Linked DNA regions of Pan troglodytes: regions 1 and 2 are each linked to region 3. Evidence: chromatin contacts called from public HiChIP or PLAC-seq data. All regions are on one chromosome and are shown on one strand. Each heading gives the region's core, a stretch centred on a gene start, on an enhancer-like site or on the middle of the called end of the contact. The rest is flanking DNA. Distances are from core to core; before and after follow the strand shown.

Region 1 (2,704 bases), core at 162-2,661, 150 kb before region 3:
CAAGAGGCTGAGGCAGGGGAATCGCTTGAACCCTGGAGGCAGATATTGCAGTGAGCTGAGATCACGCCATTGCACCCCAGCCTGGCAACAGACCAAGACTCCATCTCAAAACAAACAAAAAAACCCCAATGCTTATGGTGCGGCAAAAAGAGGTTAAGGATGCAGCTAATAGAGTGTGAGGGGCACTCGGGAACTCTGTCGTATCTGTGGGCACTGGAGTAAGCTGCAGAAGTAGAAGAGCAGGTGAGTTAGGATGGACAGGGTACACAGGAATCATCTGACTTTTAGCATCCCCAGCCCTCAACGAAGACTGCAGCAAAGACGATCTTGATTGAGTGTTCTTTGGTTGTTTTTATTCAAGCAATGTGCACATTTCTTCAGGGAGCAAGAAAGGTAAGGTCCCTGAGGAACGCCCTGAGGCCGGTTGTGCCTCCAACAGTCAGCCTCCAAAGCAGGCATGTGGCCATGAGACGGCTTGAAAAGCAGAGAATGAACCAAGTCTCCTGAAAAGCCCAAGAGGTTTTTGTCTTTCCCTCTTTTACTCTATCCTAATATAGGTCTGCTCCTTCACAAGTTTCAGTACATATTTCAAGACCAAGACCAGACAAGTAAAAATGACCTATATATTTCTCTGCTGAAGATGGCGCCAGAGGACATAAAACATCCAATTCCCATTGCTTACTTGAAGCTGTGATCATCCCTGTTTAACACTTACCTCATCAGTCGGGGGAGCACACGTGCAGAGAAGTACCGAAATGCTGCAATATACATGAAGTAAGCCACCAGCCTTTGACGCCCGCGCTTCCATTAAGACTGTCATGTTGGGCCCAACTGAAGTGAGGGAGAGGAGGAGACAGCATACTCAAATGCTCTGCTCTTTTTCAAGGCAGTGATTAGACAATTGCTTATCATTGCATTCGCCAAACCTGGCTCTTGCAGGTTCCACAAGGGGCCAGGTATTTGAGACTGATTAAAAGAAGGTGATGTGATTCCCTACTCCTACCGGAATTGGTGGGTTCTTCCTCTCACTGACTTCAAGAAGGAAGCCACGGACCCTCGCAGTGAGTGTTACAGTTCTTAAAGGCTGCGTGTCTGGAGTTTGTTCCTTCTGACGTTTGGATGTGTTCAGAGTTTCTTCCTTCCGGTGGGTTCGTGGTTTCACTGGCTCGGGAGTGAAGCTGCAGACCTTCGAGGTGAGTGTTACAGCTCTTGAGGTGGCGAGTCTGGAGTTGTTCGTTTCTCCCGGTGGGTTCGTTGTTTCACTGGCTTCAGGAGTGATGCTGCAGACTTTCGCCGTGAGTGTTACAGCTCATAAAGGCAGTGTGGACCCAAAGAATGAGCAGCCTAAGATTTATTGCAAAGTGCAAAAGAACAAAGCTTCCACACCGTGGAAGGGGACCCAAGCAGGTTACTACTGCTGGCTCGGGCAGTCTGCTTTTATTCTCTTATCTGGCCCACCCACATCCTGCTGATTGGTCCATTTTACAGAGAGCCGATTGGTCTGTTTTACAGAGAGCTGATTGGTCCGTTTTGACAGGGTGCTGATTGGTGCGTTTACAATCCCTGAGCTAGACACAAAAGTTCTCCACGTCCCCACTAGATTAGCTAGATACAGAGTATAGATTGGTGCATTCGCAAACCTTGAGCTAGACACAGGGTGCTGATTGGTGTGTTTACAAACCTTGAGCTAGATATAGAGTGCCAATTGGTGCATTCACAATCCCTTAGCTAGACATAAAGATTCTCCAAGTCCCCACCAGATTAGCTAGGCTCAGAGTGCTGATTGGTGCATCCACAAACCCTGAGCTAGACACAGGGTGCTGATTGGTGCATTTATAATTCCTGAGCTAGACACAAAAGTTCTCCATGTCCCCACTAGATTAGCTAGATATAGAGTGTCGATTGGTGCGTTCGCAAACCCTGAGCTAGACACAGGGTGCTGATTGGTGTGTTTACAAACCTTGAGCTAGATACAGAGTGCTGATTGGTGTATTTACAATCCCTTAGCTAGACATAAACGTTGTCCAAGCCCCCACCAGACTCAGGAGCCCAGCTGGCTTCACCCAGTGGATCCTGCACCGGGCCACAGGTGAAGCTGCCTGGCAGTCCCTGGCCATGCGCCTGCACTCTTCAGCCCTTGGGCAGTGGATTGGACTGGGCACCTTGGAGCAGGGAGTGGCGCTCATAGGGGAGGCTCGGGCTGTGCAGGAGCCCACGGAGTGGGGCAGGGGAGAGAGGCTCAGGCATGGCGGGCTGCAGGTCCCAAGCCCTGCCCTGCAGGGAGGCAGCTAAGGCTGGGGAGAAATCCAGCACAGCAGCTGCTGGACCAGGTGCTAAGCCCCTCACTGCCAGGGGCCGTTGGGGCCGGACGGCTGCTCTGAGTGCGGGCCCGCTGAGCCCACGCCCACCCGGAACTTGCGCTGGCCCACAAGCAATGCCCGCAGCCCCAGTTGCTGCCCGTGCCTCTCCCTCCACACCTCTCCACAAGCTGAGGGAGCCAGCTCCAGCCTTGGCCAGCCCAGAAAGGGGCTCCCACAGTGCAGTGGCGGGCTGAAGGGCTCCTCAAGCACCGCCAGAGTGGGCGCCAAGGCTGAGGAGGCTCCGAGAGCCAGCGAGGGCTGCGAGGGCTGCCAGCACGCTGTCACCTCTCACTAGCATGGCCTGGCAGGTCTGTTTCACACACTCATTGTGAACACACACAACA
Region 2 (2,700 bases), core at 11-2,510, 250 kb after region 3:
CAGCCTGGACAACACGGTGAAACCCCGTCTCTACTAAAAATACAAAAATTAGCCGGGTGTGGTGGCGCACACCTGTAATCCCAGCTACTCGGGAGATGAGGCAGGAGAATCACTTGAACCCAGGAAGCGGAGCTTGCAGTGAGCCAAGATGGCGTCACTGCACTCCAGCCTGGGCAACAAGAGCCAGACTCCGTCTCAAAAAAAAAAAAAAGAAGGTATGTTGAGTTTTTCAGTTTAGCAGAGTAAATTTTTTTTTTTTTGAGACAGGGTCTCGCTGTGTCACCCAGGCTGGAGCCACAGGATATATTTATATATTAAAAATATATTTATAATATTTATATAGTATGTAATTCAAAAATACTATATATATTCCATATAAATATTACATATAGTACATAGATAAAATGTATCTACCGCTTGCCTAGCTCTGTGAGGTACACTTCTTGGCCCTTCCCCACAGCTCCGACATATTCTCCCAAGCCTTCAAGGTCCTTCAATATTGTTATTAGAGGCTGGCCACGGTGGCTCACGCCTGTAATCCCAGCACTTTGGGAGGCCGAGGCAGGTGGATCACGAGGTCAGAAAATCCAGACCACCCTAGTCAACACGGTAAAACCCCGTCTCTACTAAAAATACACACACACACAAAAATTTGCCGGGCGTGGTGGCACGCGCCTGTAGTCCCAGCTACTCGGGAGGCTGAGGCAGAATAGCTTGAACCTGGGAGGCAGAGGTTGCGGTCAGCCGAGATTGTGCCACTGCACTCCAGCCTTGGCTACAGAACAAGATTCGGTCGAAATATATACATGTATATTGTTATTAGAGGGCTATGTGGAAGTAGCTATTAAACACGTGGGCTTTGAAGCTAGAATTCCAAACCCTTCTGCAAAGGTGTGCTCTCAGTTAACATCCTTTATCTGTAAGAGGGAAATCAAAATTATTTGATAATGTCTTGAGGAGTAAATGAAGCAATGCATATAAACTGTTTAGCCCAGACCGGTCTGAAAACACATATTGAATAATTTATTCTTATTTTGCCCATTATATAATATGCCAAAGTAAGTGATTACGGTGTGTTTTCCCCGACTATGTTGCCTAGGCTGGCCTCGAACTACTTGGACGAAGCGATCCTCAGCCTCCTGAGTAACTGGGACCACAGGCCGGCGCCACCCTAGCTTTAATTAAGGCCGTTTTGTTGTTGTTATTCCCCTGCTCCACACAAGGGGCGCTGCCGCTCCGAGGCTGCCAGGGCGGGAGTCAGGATGGCGGAAGTCTGTCTAGACACGACCACCGCCATCATGGAATACAGGCCCACCTCACCCCGCGGGTGTAGCCGCTTCGTACTGTCGCTTAGGCCGACCCGCTCGCAGCGACAACCAGCCCTCTACCTCTTTTCGCTCTCCCTTAAGTAATAAACCGTCTTTCCCTATGACGAGTCTTAAACTCTTTGGGAGGAATAATGCCGGCGTCTTCCGGGACCCGACCTCGCCCCGTGACCTCAGAGGTATACTTCCGGGACACGGAAGTGACCCCCCGTCGCTCCGCCCTCTCCCACTCTCTCTTTCCGGTGTGGAGTCTGGAGACGACGTGCAGGTAGGAGGCCCGGGCGCGACAATCGGGGGGCATCCTGCGGCGAGGGGACCCTGTGGGGCTTGGGACGAGAGACGGGGTTCTTTCCGTGGGAACCGAGCTAGGTGCCGGGCAAGAGACGCGCGGCTGGCCCACCTGGATCCTGGCCAACTCGGGATTGAGTTCGTTCCTGGTCTCAGAAGGCCCGTTTTGCTTCAGGGAGGAGCTTGTGAAGTAAGGGTGAGTGCGGGTCCAGCCTTTTAAGGCCTCGGCCCCGCAATACGGCCACGGCCGCGTTTGAGCTGCACAGCGTAGTTGAGGGAACCCGGGACAGACGTGGGCTCCCGCCTCTACCTCGCCAAATTTTTTTCTTGGTGATCGCAGGCCCACGCCTAATCTCGTTTGTTTCCTCGTCTGCAAAATAGGAATAACAATAGCACCGATCCCATGGGTTTGTAGTGATCATTCAAAGAAGGAAAGCAGGGAAAACTCTCGCACTATGTTGGATGCTTCTAAATCTGGGCGATTCTTTCCGTTGCTGAGTCGGGCACGTTGCAAGTTCTGGGCGCTCAGGGCCCAGCACCAATGTTTGCTGTGCGCTTGCCCTGCGTTTATATACTCCTGATGACCACTCTGCTCGTTACTTTAGGGGATGTTAGGAACGGAGAAACTGCAAATTGGCATTTACTGAATGGCCATCATGCCGAAACATACTCATGCTTACGTATTTGAGATATGCTGGAGCCTTTCTATGCTTCTCGAGGCAGAACTTTGGGCTTCTCTCCTGTGGCGCGTTCCTTAGAATAGTTAACGCACTGGGTCGTGCTCATTGGTCTGATTTGAAGATAGGAACATTTAACTTCGTACACCCAAGACTTACACTTGAAGTACTTACTGTGGTCACACATTTAACTAAAGTTTATATAGGGAAGGCACAGGAGAGATCTAGGAACACCTGAGACAGACTAGGGTAGTTATTTGTGGTGTAGAGGCATCTTGGCAGGAGGCAGAGAGTGCTGGGCTGGGAGTCAGGACACGTTGTTTCTAGGTTTGGTTTTGCCACTGTCTTTACTGTGACCATAGGCTGAGGCACTCTCTATCTTCACCATCTGCAGGATACCGATTAGTGTT
Region 3 (2,726 bases), core at 212-2,711:
AAGAGATGATACTTGAGAATTTTCCAAATATAATAAAAGACAACAAATCACAGATCCAAGAAGCTCAGATAAACCCAAGGACTTTCTTAGAAAGGAAAAGATATACTTACCATATGATCAAATAATCTCACTCTAAGGCATTTACACAAGCAAAACGAAAACCAATATCCATACAACGATCTGTATGTGAATGTTTATAATGGTTTTATTTATATTCACTAAAATCTGGGAACAACCCAAATATCCAGCAACTGGCAAGTGAATTGTATGATATATCCATACAATGGAATTCTACTCAGTAATACAAAGGAAGAAATTATTGATACATGTAATAATATGGATGAATCTCAACTACAAAATACTAAGTGAAAAAATATCAGATCCAAAAGGATATATAGGATTCCACTTATGTGACATTCTGGAAAAGGCAAAACTAGAGACAGAACACAAATTAGGGACTGCCATGGTTTGAGTATGGGATAAGTGGACTAACTACAGAAACAAGGGAACTTTGGGGATGACAGACAATTCCACATTTGACTGTAAGTGAATGTATGTACAAAATTCAAAACTAAAAAGGATAAAACTTTATGTAAATTATACTTTAAATCAACCTTTTTTTTTAATGAGGTGATTTAAATAAATGTGTTAGGTAGCTTGATGACACGATAAGTATGAAAGTGGTACCAGAATGGCTTGAAACTCATAAAATATTGGCAGAGTGGTTATGAGTTATTCCAAAAATCAAATAATGCATATGTTGATTCGTAAGACTCTTGTCATTTCAGAAGCTGGAAATAAAACAGTACTAATGAATTTGTGGCTTCACCACTTTTTAGCTCCACAACCAGGAGCTATATCAGGAGAGATTAGGTTAATCTCTCTAAACCTGTTTTCTTTTCTATAAAAGAGGGATCATCATACTTGCCTACAGGGTAGAGTTACCAGATAAAATACAGGACGATTGGTTAAGTGATGTGAATTTCAGGTCAACCACGAATCCTACTTTAGGACAAGTAGGTACCATATATATTTATAATTAAAAAGCGATTCGCGGTTAATCTGAAATTCAACTTTAGACGTTCTGTAATTCGTGCGTGTGTGTGTGTGCATGTGCGTGTGTGAGTGACAGAGAGAGAGAGCGAGAGAGACAGAATCAGAATCTGGCAGCCCTACAGAGAGCCCTACAGAGAGGTTATGAGAATAAATAAGACACTGGAACCGCAAGACGTTCGCCCAGAGTTTGGCATAATAAGCGCCTCAGTGGTAGCGAACGCTATTTTAACCCCAGCCTCTGATGCATTACGTCTTCCTTTATTCTTTCGCCCAATTTTTAAATGAATCAACTGTACGTGTGGCCCTTCATTCCAAGCAGGCAAAAACTCGAAGGAAGCATCCAGGTGCATTATACCAGGACCCCAATTGTTAAGCTTAGAAATTCCAAGAGCGGGCGACGTCATGACGCAAAGGCCCCGCCCCGGAAGAAACCCTAGACGCGTAAATAAGACGCCGACCGGCGCGGCGCTAGCCTCGGGGCTTGACGGGATTGTGGCGGTCCTCTCTCCCAATTCGGAAGCTACAGCTACCTCCGGACGCTCTCAAGATGGCGACCTCTCTGGGTTCCAACACCTACAACAGGCAGAACTGGGAGGATGCGGTGAGTGTGCCTGCCGGAGGAGGATGGAAGGAGGAGGCGAAGCCGCGAACCTTGCAAGCTGGCAGGACAGGGCCTGCGGCGCGGCCGAAGGAATTCCGGGGAGGAGCCAGCGCGGCGGCCTAGCTTGGCCGGAGCAGGAGGGCGGAGGGCGATCCTCCTGCGGGCTTGAAGGGAGGGGGCTTAGCCAGGGTCCCGGGACCAGCACCCTTTCCATCCCTGCCCCCTCCAGCCTATTAGAGCTGGTTTTCTTTTCTCCCGCCGCCTGCCGGAAGTGCAGACAGCGCCCCCTCCCGCGATCGGGTCGTGATGGACTTCGGGTTCCTGCCGTGCCTAGTTCCCCACCCTCGCTTCCCCGCCCCCTCGCCACCCCAAGTGTCATTGAGGTGTCAGGGTCTTCGGAGGGTGGTCCTCAACCAGATTTCCCATTTTCACCAGGACTTCCCCATTCTGTGCCAGACATGTCTTGGAGAAAACCCATATATCCGAATGGTGAGTGATTGCGTGTGAAACGAGTTATTCATGTCCTGTCGATGTTGTGGTACTTGCACACTGTGAAGTGTTTCTCTTAGACAAGCAGAAAAAATGATGCTCTTTTACTAACGCGAAGTGCTGGACGACTTGCAAAGAACTGTCATGTGTATTCTCTTACGAATCCGGTAACACTCCTGTAATGTAGGGGTAATAACGATAGCTAGTATTTGTTGAGCATTTACCTAGGAAATAGGTCTGTTGACCAGAAGGTAGAGCGTTTGTGTCTTTTCATACAATAGTAAGGAATGGAGCTGGGATTTAAGTTCAGATATTCTGGCTCTAGGAATGTCAGCATGATAGGAGGAGAACCAGAACTAGAAACTAGGTTTCCTGAATCCTGGTCAAATGCCTTTTGGCCAGTGTACTTTATCTCTTTAAAGTAAGCATTCCCCCTTTGTTACAAACTAGGGTAAAATTAGAACTAGTTAACAATAATAAGGTTAGGGCTGTATTATTGTGTAGTCGTAGAGGTGTTGATATGTTAGTATGTTCACGATGTTTGAATGGTTCAAGATGTTTGAATAGTTCTGTTTAAACA

Evidence for each region. HiChIP or PLAC-seq counts read pairs in DNA pulled down with a chosen protein or histone mark.
Region 1: a contact with region 3 is called in an H3K4me3 HiChIP or PLAC-seq map of stem cell-derived excitatory neurons, with 10 times the contacts expected there. The contact joins the promoter of IRGM here to the promoter of RBM22 in region 3. A contact is called at or near these places in 1 of 7 Hi-C or Micro-C datasets (stem cell-derived neural progenitor cells) and 1 of 1 datasets of contacts at active chromatin or transcription factors (stem cell-derived excitatory neurons).
Region 2: an H3K4me3 HiChIP or PLAC-seq map of stem cell-derived excitatory neurons shows a contact between it and region 3, with 2.7 times the contacts expected there. The contact joins the promoter of RPS14 here to the promoter of RBM22 in region 3. A contact is called at or near these places in 1 of 7 Hi-C or Micro-C datasets (induced pluripotent stem cells) and 1 of 1 datasets of contacts at active chromatin or transcription factors (stem cell-derived excitatory neurons).

The regions. Positions count from the first base shown.
Region 1 is chr4:148,572,775-148,575,478 of NHGRI_mPanTro3-v2.0_pri, reverse strand. IRGM (immunity related GTPase M) reads right to left here and starts at 1,411. Exons shown (of 2, transcript NM_001160207.2): 1 at 716-1,411; 2 at 1-223.
Region 2 is chr4:148,176,018-148,178,717 of NHGRI_mPanTro3-v2.0_pri, reverse strand. RPS14 (ribosomal protein S14) reads left to right here and starts at 1,260. Exons shown (of 5, transcript XM_003310899.6): 1 at 1,260-1,593.
Region 3 is chr4:148,426,452-148,429,177 of NHGRI_mPanTro3-v2.0_pri, reverse strand. It overlaps RBM22 (RNA binding motif protein 22), which reads left to right and starts at 1,461. Exons shown (of 11, transcript XM_001167240.6): 1 at 1,461-1,657; 2 at 2,093-2,146. The coding sequence starts at 1,604.